Regions from separate parts of the Anas platyrhynchos genome. Here region 2 is linked to region 1. A link is a contact called in public Hi-C data. All regions are on one chromosome and are shown on one strand. The core of a region is the stretch at or near the end of the contact, and the rest is flanking DNA. Distances in the headings are between cores, read along the strand shown. Region 1 overlaps HS6ST2 (heparan sulfate 6-O-sulfotransferase 2). Region 2 overlaps HS6ST2 (heparan sulfate 6-O-sulfotransferase 2).

The links. Hi-C and Micro-C count contacts between places; a contact is called where the count stands out from the background.
Region 2: a contact with region 1 is called in a Hi-C map of skeletal muscle, with 2.9 times the contacts expected there. The contact joins two enhancer-like sites. A contact is called at or near these places in 2 of 8 Hi-C or Micro-C datasets (liver and skeletal muscle).

The regions. Positions count from the first base shown.
Region 1 is chr10:16,270,965-16,278,137 of IASCAAS_PekinDuck_T2T, forward strand. HS6ST2 (heparan sulfate 6-O-sulfotransferase 2) reads right to left here. Exons shown (of 2, transcript XM_027464993.3): 2 at 1-1,148. The coding sequence ends at 446. Among named protein-coding and RNA genes, the nearest start is that of MBNL3, 26 kb to the left of the region's middle. Within about 2 kb of position 4,582, at least 1 of the 8 cell types and tissues checked has an H3K27ac peak or open chromatin away from gene starts, as enhancers often do.
Region 2 is chr10:16,324,863-16,332,035 of IASCAAS_PekinDuck_T2T, forward strand. All of the region lies in intron 1 of HS6ST2 (heparan sulfate 6-O-sulfotransferase 2), which reads right to left. Among named protein-coding and RNA genes, the nearest start is that of HS6ST2, 69 kb to the right of the region's middle. Within about 2 kb of position 4,614, at least 2 of the 8 cell types and tissues checked have an H3K27ac peak or open chromatin away from gene starts, as enhancers often do.

The sequences.
Region 1 (7,173 bases), core at 3,332-5,831:
AAAGGTTTTGCTCATATACTGTATTGTGAGAGTATGTTAAATGCTCATTATTAGGAAATGAGTTTGCTTCCCAGATAGGTTTCAGCAGAGAATCATAAACATTTTCCAGCATCCCATTTTGTATTCATAACTAATTTAAGGATTTCTTTTTTTAAATAAATGTCCAAACAACCATTTCCGATGAGCTTACTTAGCTCCTGTATTTCATAAATAATCCAACAAACCTAAAAAGGACAATTTAATTACGCACTAGGATTAAGTGTTCCACGTACAGTACAACATTTACTGCAAAGGCAACTGCAAAGGCAACATTTTAACCTCTTTTTGCTTCAAATATTTAAGAAGCTTAATTTGTCTGGACTACTCTGTCGGCTCCGATTTGGGTGTTGGGTTGGGTTCTGCTTTGCTTTCAGTGTCCAGCCAGTCTCCTGAGAAGCTCCCCCCACTACCGCCGCCACCGCTCCACGTTCCCTATGTAGTCAGTGCTGGAGCTGTTTTCCCCCTGCTCTTTCAGGTGTGCCTGCTTTGCCCTCAGGATCTTGCGCTGCTCCTGGCGTTTCCGCCGTGCTTCCTGGTGCTCCTTCTGCCGCATGTACTGGTACCGCTGCAAAAAAAGGTCTTTTGCATAATCGTACAATTCCATGTCTAAAAAATTGAGGGCCTCGATGCGCTGCTGAGTCTGCTCGTCTATCTCCACGCTGGAGGCCCTTGTGCTATTGTACTGCGTGAACGGCGAGATGAAGTTCATGTTAAAAGTTTTCTCAAAGAGATACTGAGTCTTCCTTTGAAATTCAGTAAGGCCGAAGAAGGCCATGCGCTTCAGGTTCTCCTTGGCACTGTCTAGCAGAACCTTGTTTCTCTGCTCCTCAGGCATGACCGACAGGTTGTAGCATCCCACCAGGCTGAGATCGGACAGCATGCGGACCTGGCGGTTGTTGGCAAGGTTGTAGGGGCAATCCATGAACTCCTGGAGAGAGCAGCCCGACCAGTCGTCCCCCGTGTAGCAGCTGGGCAGCTCCTCGGTGGTTGGGGATCGCCCGTCGCAGACATGCAGGGACGCTTTCCACGTGGCTCCTCGCTGGACGTGGCGCCATTCGCTCAAGTATCGGGAGACAGGGTCACGCAGGATGGTGATATAGTAGAAATTCCTGCAAAGGGGAGAGAGAGGCAGAGCATTTAGTCTCCTGCATCTTGAGCACACGGCATATTAACACTCAAAATCAATAGAAACTTGGAGATGCACTTAAGATGCTTTCAGAAATCCTGCTGCAGAGTGCTCCTCTGTGTGCTCACCTCTCCGAGGTGAAGGATAACTGAACAAAGTCCCTGTGGGGGAACAGAAACAGTGATATCTGCACACGGATTGCTCTGCTTGACGGGTTTGCCTCTACACAGGCTGAAGGGAACCCTGAACTTCCATCTGTGGTGGGCTGCCCACGTAGTAACATGCTCACACTGGGCATTAAGAGATGCCCACATGGCTACATCACTTAAATCCCCCCTCCAGAGGAGCAGCACAGGTTGCTCCCCAATCACGCGGGAACTTCATTTGAGAGCAAAGCGTTGTTTTGTGCACAACCAAGCTGGGGTGACAACTTTCTGTTGCCTGCAAAGCGCTGCTTATATGACTTGTCACGGTGAGCAGCTGTGGGTCTGAGCTGCACAGGCCCTACAACAGTGCTATGCCTGCAAGAAGAACATTTCCTGTAAGACATTTCCTTTCCAGATAAATGGGATGTCCCCAGAAGACCCAACCTCCTTGAACTGAAACGAAGATCACAGAAAAGCCCAGGCAAACACCATTTTATCCTCCTGCTTTCACCTGATACAAAGATGAGAGAGGATACAGAAGTAAATAACAGGAAATTAAACGGTGCGTTACAGTGCTTTGTAACAAAAGATATTCCAAGGGAAGCGGAGGCTTTTGTTCGGAGCAGCAGGACAGTGGCACACACAGGGACGCTGCATGCACGGCTGTGACATGACAGCACGTGCCAGGGCAGCACCAGAAGCGCTATGGGCTGGGCATGGGGAATATCCCTGCCCAGTGCCCAGAGACATCAGGATGCCCTGCCACACAGTACTGTCAGGATAAGAGCAATCTGCTTCAGCAAACTGAATTGAAGCAGCTCAATAAGCAAATTGTCCTGCCAGGGAAGCTCGCTCCTCCAGGCTGAGGACACAGAGCAGCGTGTGCCCAGCAGCCCCAAGCCCCCAGGCTGGGACTGCCGTGTCCTGGGTGCTGCGTGAGGAGGAGACGGGGTATTTCTTTGCTCTCCAGGAGACATCGTGGCTGGCCACCCGCAACAAAGCCTTTGTTCCCCATCGTTTCCTTCAGCAGAAAAGCCACTAGATGTCAATGTTTTACAGAAAATTGTCTCTGGGTGAACTCAAAAATGAATCACAGCCTCTGAAAGCATCCAGTAGCATGGGGGACAGGAAACAAAAAGAGTCACCATTCCCCTTCTCTTTTAGAGCATCCAAGCTTATAAATGATTAAATAAATGGAAAGTACAATAAACTTGCAAAACCAAATACAGCCAAGGAGCCTGATAAAGCATCAGTGGCCGACACAATGGCACCTCATGTCTGGAGAGCCAGGACGCCACGATCAGCACTGCCACGTGTTTGCAGGCTCACCCTGGCACTGCTGCAGCCACCCCGGGCTCTGAGGGCTTTGAACGCAAAGGCAAACATGTTTGGTGAGCCAAGGCCCCTGCCACAGTCCAGAGGAAGGTAACTTTTCCCAAAGTCTCATTGCAAAGCGTGGGCACAAAGAACATCTCCAAGGCAAACGAAAGCCCCTTCTTTAACAGCTGCCAGAACTCCTCGCAATTGGATCCAATTTACTACCACCCTGTACTAAAATAATGACCTGATCCCTCAAGCAACAGCAAGTTCGTACCATAGCTGTGGCATGCCTATATATAACATACATGTATAGTAAGAAGCCTTGAATGACCAAAGAGGCTGAAGCAAAGCCCTGCTTACCCTCTGTACCAACTGGCCCGCTTTCGCACCGTCAGCGGTTCGAGGAGGCTGGGAGCAGAGCAGGATGCAAGAGCGGGGTGCTGCTTGCTGAGGGATGCGGCCAGCAAACCCACAAGCTCTAAGGTCATCACAGCAATCGATGGGGAGTTAATGCAAGAAGGAAAACAAATGCCGAGCCAAGATCAATGCAGTGAGCATTTTATCATAGCTCAAATTCTTCAGCCTCTCTCCTTTCGTGCTCTTTGGTCACAGGCAGTGACAAAGTGCCTCTCTTTGCTGCTACTGTAAAAACAAAAGAATGAATAAAATGTGCATGTTGGTGGAAGAAACTGTGTTGTAATGGATCACCATCACCCCAGGTGGCCGATTGCCTCATCCAGGCAAGTATCTCCATCAGGACCTGTCACAGCAAGTTGAAGACCAGGTGAAGGAGGTTGAACAAAGCCATTTGCTCATAGTGAGGATGGACGTGGCCAGGCTCTCTCCAGCACCTCGTGCTCAAGAAACCAGGCTGTGGGCAGACTTATGGGATGCCCACATCACCTGCTCTGAAGCACAGTACCCTACAAACAGGCCCAGCACTGTACTTCTTCGTTATGCCATGTCATACTTTGCTTTGTCAGCTGCTGGGCCCATCTCAGCTGCCTTGTGCATTTCTCCCCTTCCTCAGTCTCCTTGTTAAAATTCTTCTGGAAAAGGCACCATTCCTTCTGGGAACACCAGCTTTTGGGTTAGCCCCAAGCCACACTGATCAAAGTTTGAAATCATGGCAGCTCCAGAAAAGCAGCCACGCTGCTGTGCGTTTATCTGAACTGAGCTTCAAAAAGTCACATACGCTTTAATGCACCATCGAGTAAGAGCTGTGCCAGAGACAGATTCGGCCATCAGTGCTCAGAACATCCTTCTGCTGCAATTGGGAGGCAGATTCAAAGCTTTGCAATTATTTTTAGCTCTGTACGTAACAGCTTGTTCCCTCTGCTATCTTAACAAGGGGGTGTTGAGCTCCTGCCCATTCCTTGAAGCTTGTGCTTCAGAGCCCGAGACAACATGTTTGCAGGTAGAGCTCAGACTTCACTGTGAATCATCCCTCCAGCTTAAAGAACTGCCCTCTTCAGAAATACAGGTTTCCTAATAAAGTTTAGTTGGATGTCTATGAAGAAGAGAACAAAGGTTGCTCGCAGGCAACTTAGAAAGTAGGTTGACCCTGGGGCCACCAGGAATCTGTGATGGTACGACAGTCACTTGTTCCTGCTAGCTCCCTGCACACAGCTATTTCCTGAGGACCGCGAGCACTGAGCAGTCTCACGATGCCGAGTTTGCTCCCTGTGCTAAATCAACTGCTCTGCTTATCACATCATTGCAAGGTTAAAGCGTGAGCATTTTTGGGAGCAATGAACTATTTGCACACGATCCATTTCTGCAGAGGAGCTCAGAAAAGGTCAGAGTCTCTCTTCAGATAAATGCCCAGCTAATGGCTCACACACCCTCCACCAGGGTGAGAAAGCTGCGCCGGGGAGGTGGTGATCCAGAAGGTCCCACACCACACCCCTCTTCTGCCTGGGCTCTGATTCAGCTTTATGCGCAGCCCTGGCATGGAGGGCCTCTTTACCTGCCCTAAGAGAGCAAAAAGCAAACCAGCTCCCAAAACAGCCCTGGTGCTGCCTAGAAATAGGAAATTCTTGGTGCTTTGGTACTTCTATCATGTGTGGGAAGATTTTTGCTAAAAGTGACCGAGCAGAGCACACAGTCAGTGCGCAAACCTGCTTTCAGCTGTCCAGTGCCTCAGCCCACAGCAGCCCCCTCTCCTTCCTGCACAGACCTCAGAGAAAATAAGAAGCAAACTGAAACCTCAAAGACCTCCGGTGAATCTCTCTGAGGGGTTTATTGAGATGGAGCCATCTGCTCTCTTTGAAAGGTAATTCTGTGGTCATATAGTGCATCTGTGCCATGCCGTTCCCCACATTCCCCACCTCTGCCTAGCGCAGGGGCTGAATGAGAATCCTTCATTTTTATTTTTTCAACCTAATGATTTTTTTAAAAAGCATCCTCGTAGCAAGCTTCTAAAAGCAACATTAAAGAAAAAAGACGGCAAACTGAAGTCAAATTGAGGAGGTGTGAACCCCCAGGGGATGACAGCACTGAGTAAAGTCAGAGACTTCAGAGCACGTGGGGAGTTTGCAGCTCCCTCTCTCCTGCTTTGCCACCCCATCATGGTAAAACTACCGACAGCTGAGCAACCTAGGGTCTGAATACAGCACCCACCTAGGGGCTTTACCTATTGCAGCTGCTCGCAGGGAAGGGAACCTTAACCCCAATGGAAAGGCTTCAAACCATTGCTCTGGGGTCCAAGAGAACAGTAATTCCACAAGGACTACAACTAGGGGGGGTTGGCTCCACCCCTATGGGCCCCTTTATGTCCTGCTGGTGCTCAGGCAGAGGATTATCGATCTCCATCAGAGGACAGAGGCTGTTTAATTGCTCGTTGAGGCAGAGGAAGACTGGAGGTCGGGTGCTGGCAGCTGCCATGCCTTCAGCCTGGAAACCTGAGCCTGGCTTGATGGAGCCGTGAGCTAAGAAGCATGAGATGGAAGCTGAAAGCTAACCACCTACTCAACATTACATCCATTAGTGTACGGATAAGCAGGGGAGGGACCGAGTGACCTTCTCCCATTTCCCCTAAGAGAGGAGGCTGTAGCAAGAGGGGCTCCCGAAGGCTACAGAGGGGAAGAAACCGACAGCCCTTGCACGGGGAGCACTGCAGCCCTGACATCCCACTCAGACTGTGCCCGGGGGAAAGATAAACCAGGACAGCAGAGCTTTGGTGCATGGCTGAGAAAGCAGAGCTGTGATTAGCAGGGGGAAATACTGGGGCAGTCCCAGTCTCCTAGCAAAACTAAGGCTACCCTTTAAACTTGCTCAAGCACATCAGTTTGCATCTAGGTCAAGCTCATCCAGGTGGCAAGCCTGGCTAAGATGGTTTGGACATGCAGATGAGCTCATACAATAAATGGGAGGCAGTTTTGCAAAAGTGTTTCCAATGCTTTGGTTGAAGAACGGGGAGAAGGGGAAATTTGGGAATGTTTCCTGTTCTAGGAGATTATTTTTTTTTCACGGCAGGTCAGCTTACAGACTTTGTGGTATATTAACAGGGCAGTGAGAAACCCAGTTACACCACAGGTGAGGACAGACATTTTGAAAGGAAAGTTTCCTTTGAACAGAAAGGGCCGGGGCAGAGGGACAGATGAGATCTGTATCATGTCCAACAGAAAAGCAAATAAAATGAAATAAAACCCTGCAGCAGGGATTCTGCATATGAAACTGAGGATTAAGTACTGAGCTACTGAAAAAAGAAAAATAATCATATGGTTGGTGGCTCGGCACCAGAAACGATGTGCAATCAACCAGATTTGACTAATGGTACAAGGACGACCAACGTCCTCACCACCCTCCCCATAAACTAATTTATAAGAGTATTCTTTTCATCTTTAAAAGCCGATTTATTTTTTTTTTTGAAACAGCAACTTTTCCTCTTCCGTAGTTATCTGATGAGACGAAGACGATCCTACACATGAGTCCAGATCCTTTCTTTCCTCCACCACCACACCAAAGCCCCGCTGCAGCAGGCTCCATGCTCTTCCCTCATCCTGCACCACGCGCAAAAGGTTTGTGCATTGCATAACCTCACAGCGTAGCTACGGAAGGTCAGAAACACCAGCGGTGCTAGTCTCACAGCACCACAGGTTAGAAATCCTCCACGTGCAGCTCCCAAGCTGCCAAACCCTGCAGTTGATGTATTTTAACATTCAGTAGATGGGGCACGAGGCCGGCGTGATGTGGGTCTCCCTTGCCCATCCATCATCCCCACCACGTCTCCAGAAGTCAAACTCAATTATATCAGGCCGGGTGCCCAGAGCGCCTGGCTCCCGGTAGGTGAGGTTAATTCCCATAAAGAGTGGCCCACTGAGAATTTGATTTGCTAATACTGCAAATTGTTCCTCCAAGAGAAATACCCCTGCTGCCTCGTTTGTTAGAGGCAGGCATCTGTTTGGAGATCGCTCAGAGAGAAGCAAAATGTTCATTTAATACTGTGACTCACTCTAATCCTTAACAAACTGTGTCACCTACAGACACAATTGAAAGGATGGGGTGAACATCCTGGTGACAGCCCTTCCTGCTCCGACC
Region 2 (7,173 bases), core at 3,364-5,863, 54 kb after region 1:
TGACTCTCCTGGGCTGACCCTTTGATGATAGCTTTTTGTTTTGTTTTGCTTAAATGATGTGATAAAAATCAGCAGTGAATTATGCGGCATCACTTGATAAGCCCAGCCCCAACTGCTCTTGAGAATCCCATTTTAAAGTTAAATTGGAGTTTGATCCTTTATCTCAAAGCTTTAATAAGCTAAGCCAGCCATCTGCTACATAGGCACCGCTTCTCCTTGCCACAATTCACCCTCCAAGGGACGGGGATGCTGTCCCTCCCCTTCCCAAGCTTAGGAAAGACCCAGGAAGATCTTGTGACCACAATCCTGCCCTCCTGCAAAAGCACAGCACCAGCAAAACACATCCCATGGCCTCACAGTCTCGCCCTTCCCTGTGCTGCAGGCAGGTAAATCATCAGCTGGGTTTTTTTTCCACACTTAGCTGGTAAGCAGCAGCCTTGCTGACAGCTCAACCACACTAGGCACCACAAAAAGGAGAAAAACACCCCTCAGCAGTGCTGCTGTAGAGCACCTCCGCAAGCTGCTTGGCAGAGAAGAGCAACAGTTTTCCTCGGCCTTCACTCAGCTTCCCTGGCTTTTCCAAGACATTTTGCTGTGCTGAAGTCAGCAAGCCTCACATCTGATTCTTAGCTTCGCACAGTTCAGGTTGCTGGCCCTGGTGGTCTCCTCCTGACCCACTGCTGCTCTTCCAACCTGGGAGGGTGGTGGCTGCCTAATTGATCCCAGGGCAACTGGGCATCCTCTCCTGCGTGGCATCATCAGCAAGAAAACAGCTGTAGCTATTAACAGGACAAGGATTTTGATGGATGAACTGTCATGACGTTGCTTGCTGTAACATTTCATACTGCAACCAGCTCGTTTCTAGCCAAATGATGGAAGACCAAATCAGCAAAAGGTTTTTTTTGTTATTTGTCCATCTGTTTTCCCCACTGCAGGCAGCATTTTTAAAATCTCCAGCCATGAATACTTGAACAGATAGGCTGAACTGACGCTTTTCTAAAGTGTTAACTACAGTTCAGGTTTGCAGACCTCTGGGGCTTACAGTTTTTGGACATGATACCAAACACCCAGTGATTCAGGTGGGATAGTTGGGCCAGGAGGTACGGTGAGTGACACCAACACAACAGCAGAGCTACCTCCTGGTACCCTCTGCGGGGCGCAGCAGTGGGACAGGGTGCACGGGGTTAAGCATGAGATCGGTGTGACTGCAAGACTCAGCAATGCAGCACAGGGGACACTGAGCTCAAATGTCATATTCTGAAAGCTGAGCAGACCACCGCTGCAGGATCGCTTTCCATTCGAGAGTCTGGAAAAAAGGACACCACGTAGCACAAACCCCAAAGTGTGTGTTCGTGTGCAGAATGGGAACACTTGACCCTCCCTCGCCACAGAGCGACAGACTTAATGGAGCCACTACAGAGGGGAAAAACAGCAATCCATACCTCTAACAAAAGCCTTTCTGAAACACTAAAAGGCTGCGTGCTGCGAGCCGTGCCAGCCCGCTTGGCTACGGGTCCTGACTTCCTGTGCCTTGCTGGTGACGCAATCAAAATGGACAATTTAATTAATTAAATTAAAATGCATTAAGCAATCCAGCAGGAAGGCAGGGCTGTCTATTTCAGTACTTCTGAAGTACCAATTATTACAGCAGGGGGAAAGAAAACAGCCATCATCATAGCCCCAGTGGCATTAAAAATAAAAACCAGGGGAAAAACAAGCAAGAGCAGCAGTGAGGCGCGATGCGCAGCAGCAGCACGGAATGAGCCTGGACAAAGAACGGCCACTGCAGAGAAAGCAGTGTGGGGACAGGAGCAAGGCAAGCCAGGTTGCTCTGGGACAGCACCGATGTGGTGATGAGAGGGGCCTTACACATACCCAAGGGCCAAAACTGAGTCAATTTCTCCTCAATTTGAAGCCAACAGATTGCTCTGACGTAACTGGGAACACAACCTGGCCTGGGGAAGGGATCAGTCTCCTCGCTAAGAAAATCCATCTCTATGCCAACAGCATTTTTAGGGAGGAAAATGTCCTTGGAAATGCCACAGTATGAGATCCCCCGCATCCCAGTTGGAGTGCTTGAGCACCACCAGAGCCAACCCTTCTGTCTGGCCTGGTGACAGAAGTGAAAATAAAACACATCCTCGTCAACTGATGCTGCACGTAGGAGGAGATTCACTGTCCCCAAAGTAAACAGCTTCCAAATTGAAGCCAATGCCTTGCACTAACTCTTTGTTCCTTTATGTAAGCAGACTTAGGTGCAGGTGCTGGGACAGACCAACAGCCAGTCTGGAGATGGATGAAACCCAACAGAAACGTGGAAGATTGTCTCTGAAGGAGAAATCCCTTCCTGAGCACATTGTGCAGTTCAGTGGAGCTCACTGACCTGCTCACTATAACCTTACATCCAAATAAACAACCCCTAAAGGAGGCTGGGTTGGAAGCTGGCCCCAGCTTAGGCCACAGCATGTTGTGCAACCAGTCCACGTGGCACACATTGCTCCTTTCCCTTGTCCAAACCTCCCTTTCCCAAGGCATAGGGCTGAGCAAAGGCCACCTCAATGCCACGTGCCCACACAGGGTTTGAGCCAGTTGTCAGAGCCTGGCTGAAGTGGTCAGATCCAAGGCCCAATGCTGCAGTGATGTTTGGCTACAGCCATCCTCAAATGAGACCTGGAAGAATCACCAGGGTATAGCAGAAAAGATCTCCCACCAAAAGCATCTTCCAGTGGGATGCCTTCTGCAGCAGTCCTCCAAAGTCAATGCAATCCTTCGCTCTCCTTCCAGACCCCACAGGCTTCCCCTGTGCTCTAGAAGGGCTCAGCAGGGCTATGTTCAGGCAGAGGACTGCACTGCTTTTATTAAACTAACGCACAGCATCCGTTATTAGAACATTTATCTTCTGGTACAAGGTGTCTCATACGTATCTCCTCAAGAGCCCACAGGCAAGAGATGCGGTCACGGGGACAGAACAGCTTGCTGATATTTTACTTTTGCAAATAAAACAAGAGAAGGGACTGCAGATGCAGGATGCCAAGCAGGTAACTGAAAGGACTGATTTGGATCTGCAGCTATGGGTTCCTGCAGATGCAGGAGAGAGGTTAAGACAGAAAAATGTTTCCATAAAATAACAGTTTATAATAGCCACCTACATCAGTCCTGCCCCATCCCCCATCTTTTTGCAAGAATGAACGGTTTCTCCATTATTTTCCTATTTCCCATCCTACACAGAGCAAGTACCACCACCAAGATCAAAAAGTTATTGCAACAGATCTCAAAAATGATTTTTCCCCCATGTCCTGCAGACTTCTGAGGGAACCTGCAGAGCCATTATCAGTGCCGGCTCCCATCAATGAGCCTTTCATGTGCTAAAGCCTTGTATTGACACTCGCTTATTTATAGCAACTGCACTGCACCATTCATTTAAACACATCAGCATTTGTGAATAAAAGATAAAGTGGACTTTGAAGCATCAGCCTCAGAACACACCAGCCAAAAATGGGATACAAAGCTCTCTAAATGTAAAGCTGTAACGAGTTATTGGCCCCCAGCTCCCTGTGACCTGACCTATATCTGCAGAGGATGGATCTCCGTTCTCCAAGCCTTCCTGTACAGCAGCAAAGGGCTGCAAGGACTCCGGTGTTTCTTGGCTTCAGCTAGTTCACCTTTAAATGACAACTGCTCTTAATTATTTCTTTTGATTTAGTGTATTCCAGGTGTAAAACACCTGCCATAGAACTCCTCTGTCATCATATTCAGTGTTGCCTGTCAACTTTTCCGTTATTATAATAGTAGTTTTATTTAATTATCACCTCTCACCAAGGCTTACTAGCAGAAAAAAAATATATTCACTCAATGGGGAAAACAACTCTGCTCCAGAGAGCAAACCAACCAAAGAGAGAAGGAAGAGTTCTAACACTTTTCAGTTGCAGCAAACATAGCTAAGTTACAAGAGTGCAAGAATAAACCAAAAACTTTGAGAAAATCCATGGACAATATGAAAGTAAGATTTAGAGACCACTGCCTGAAGTGCTGGTGCTTTTCGTTGCAGTTCGTGCACTGGTGAGGTCAATTTTTAACAAAGCAGAAAAAAAGTGATGGAACTGGATGTCTGAGTCTACCACTGATGCCAAAGAAACCAGGATGCAGAGGCTGAACAATGCTCAGATGAGAGCATCCAAGAGAGTGGCCTTTTCAAAACCCCTCTGCAAACATGAGAACCTGCTCAGTGCTGAAATAGCCAAAGTCGGGGCTGGTCTCGTGCCAGCTTAGAGCAGCTGAACTTGGGTTAATTTGGATTTAAGCGAATGTAAAGGAAAAGAAAAATCAAGCCTCCAGGGAATCAGCATTGACGTTCACATGACTGTATGAAACACCTCACAATATTTTATATTCCTATAGATTCAGCTTTTGGCATCTGAGCTTTCAGTTAAAAAACATTTAGGTCTTAGTCATTCTGGAAGTGAATAATAAGAAAATAGCCAAAACTCCAGTGTGACCCATACGCAACCACAAAGTTCACAACCCAAGAAAAAAAAAGTCCAGAAGTTGCTGCTGCCTCAGTCCTGGGATTTTAATGTTTCAGTCAAACATAGCTCGTGGGCAGAAGTTGCTACGTGAGCTTGAGTCATGGTAGCTGCTTCATGGAGCACCACACACATCGTTAGTAATGCAAACTGTGATGCAACTTAAGCTTAAATGCTCACCAAACTCAAATCTCTTTGAGAATTGTCCAAGAACTTAATTAAGAGGCCGAATATCAATTTGGCCAAGCCCATTAAGAGATGATCATCAAGCACCTCTACCGTGCCCCTGAAGTCCCAGCACGGGGTAGATCTCAACTCTGAACAGGGGGAAAACTCCCAAGCAGCTGTCTACATCGTGGCAAACACTCCAGATCCAGATGTGCACAGGTGGGTATGTTTTATTTTGGTCATATTTTTCTGGTCAACTTCTGCGTCACAACCAAAGGGTGGAGAAGCATACTGTATGGCAAAGAAACTCCTTTTTTTTTTTTTAATAACTTTTTTCTTGTTATTTTGCTTCTGAAAAATAAATAAATCAGAAGAGCAATCACAGGAAAAATAGAAGCAACGTGCATGAAACACAGGAGACATCTCTCATCTCCAGGGCACACAGCCCCCAGCCTCATGCTCTGTCTGGCTCTATCTCCAGATCTGGGACAGTATCACTATACAAGGAGCAGTTGATTAGGATAAATCTTTACACATAAATCAGCATAATGGCAATGTTTATAGCCACTGCTCAGCACCGCCAGCTGCTGCCTGAATCACATCAAGAGCCAGCATGGGTCAGGGAAGTGCTTCCTTCCACCGTCTCCTCTAACCCCTTTAAAATCTTCATATTCTTCTCTGTCACTGGCACCTTCCTATAGGTGGATACCTGACCCATTTTAACAAATAACACATTCCTTAAATTAGTTAGTTAATTAGGAGGAAAGTGGTTTTTTTGTTTTGTTTTGTTTTGTTTTTGTTTTTTTTTTCCTGCAGCATCACAATATGTTTTATTTCCTGCAGCATCACAAAATGCTGCGCTTTAGAAAGAAGGACATATTTGAAGCAGCTCATTACCTAAAGCACCTTTTTCAGCACAGATACCACTGGTAAACACTGGCTTTCACTGGAGAGGGCTTTCCACAGGAACAGAGCAGGTCTGAGTTAAGCTGCTTTGCTCTGAGCTGAGCAGTGCTCTGGCAGCTAGCGCGAGGGGCAGCAACATTGTGAGCTGCTCAGATGGTCTCACCTGGCGCACAGAAATACAAACCTCACCTTTAAATATTTTCTGAAAGCGAATTAACAGTCTGCAGGCAACAAACTCGTCTGCTCAACAGCAAGTGCACTATGCTGTGCTAATGCACAACTCTGGGTCTAAAGGAGTACCACAATCCTGCGGCCAAGCACAGCAGGCAACCACTGCTGAAATCAATATTGCTTATCAATGAAGGGGAAAATACATCCAAGCCTTTGAAGACATCTAAGCCTATTGTAATGAAGCTTCCTGCTCTAATCTAGCTTGTGCACACAACAGAAACAGTCAGGCTTCTGTTTGCAATTCCTGCATTTTAAATAATTCACAAAGAAATCAAGAGAGCTTATCGCAGCGCACCGGGAATCGCAGCAGACACGATTTCACTGCAGCATTCCTCCCTGGGATGCCTGTTGCTCTTGGTTCTTAGGTCCCACACTTAGCTGCCCCGCACAGATCCCAGGCTTTGGGGCTGACAGCTCACCTGCAGGCTCAGGAGTCCCGCAGCACGGTGCCTCCTCAGCAACCCAGGACACACCGATGGGTGGAAGGTCCCCACGTGCGGGTACACGTGCAGCAATGGGAGGGAACGTGAACCCCCTCCCCCCCCAGTTAGACACAGCCTAACTCCACAGCGAAAATGCATCTTCAGTGCAACATTTTCCCTTGTTCTCTTGTGATTTAGCATTTCCACTCAACCATGTCCAGCCAAGCTGTTGTTATTGGCCATAGCACTGCTGCCCTGAGGGCTGAATTAGTGCTTCTTCTACAGCCAGCTCGCTCTTGCCTGAAGGGCTGCCAGACAGGGGGTGGGAGAAGGCTCCTTCCAGCAGCCACCCTCCTGGCGTGGATGTGCAATACTCCTATAATTCACTTTGAAGTTCCCAGCCTCCGGGTAGGAAGAAGCAACCAACATACAGTTGCTCTTGCTCTGTAAACACCCAGTCAACAGACAGTGTTTCTCAGCACCGGCATCTTCCCTGCTAGGTTTGTGCACATCAGAATTGCTTTGCCCTCATCAAGGAGAGGCTTTTTGGGAGGCGAGGAGGCCACAGCCCTTTCCCTGATTAGGCATCTGCAGAGCCGGTGGCCCAGCATGTAACAGAGGGGGCTGCCTGAAGCTCTAGGAGGCCTGGCCCACATCTGCTGCAGCTTCTTTGCACCTTTACTTTTTGCTTTCCCATCACATGCACTGGGACAGGCCGGTGTCACAGGCACACAGTGCCAGCCCCACAGCCTCTCCTCCCAATCCTCCGATGGAGGGACAGCAAACCGCCAGAGCAAGCCACTAGCACTCTGCAGCCCGTTTCCGTATATCTCACGTGCTTTCCCCTCTCCTGAGAGCTGCAACACTTCTCGGCCCCAGCCTTTTAATCTGCTGTTTGCATTTAAGTGTTCTGCTAATTAAAC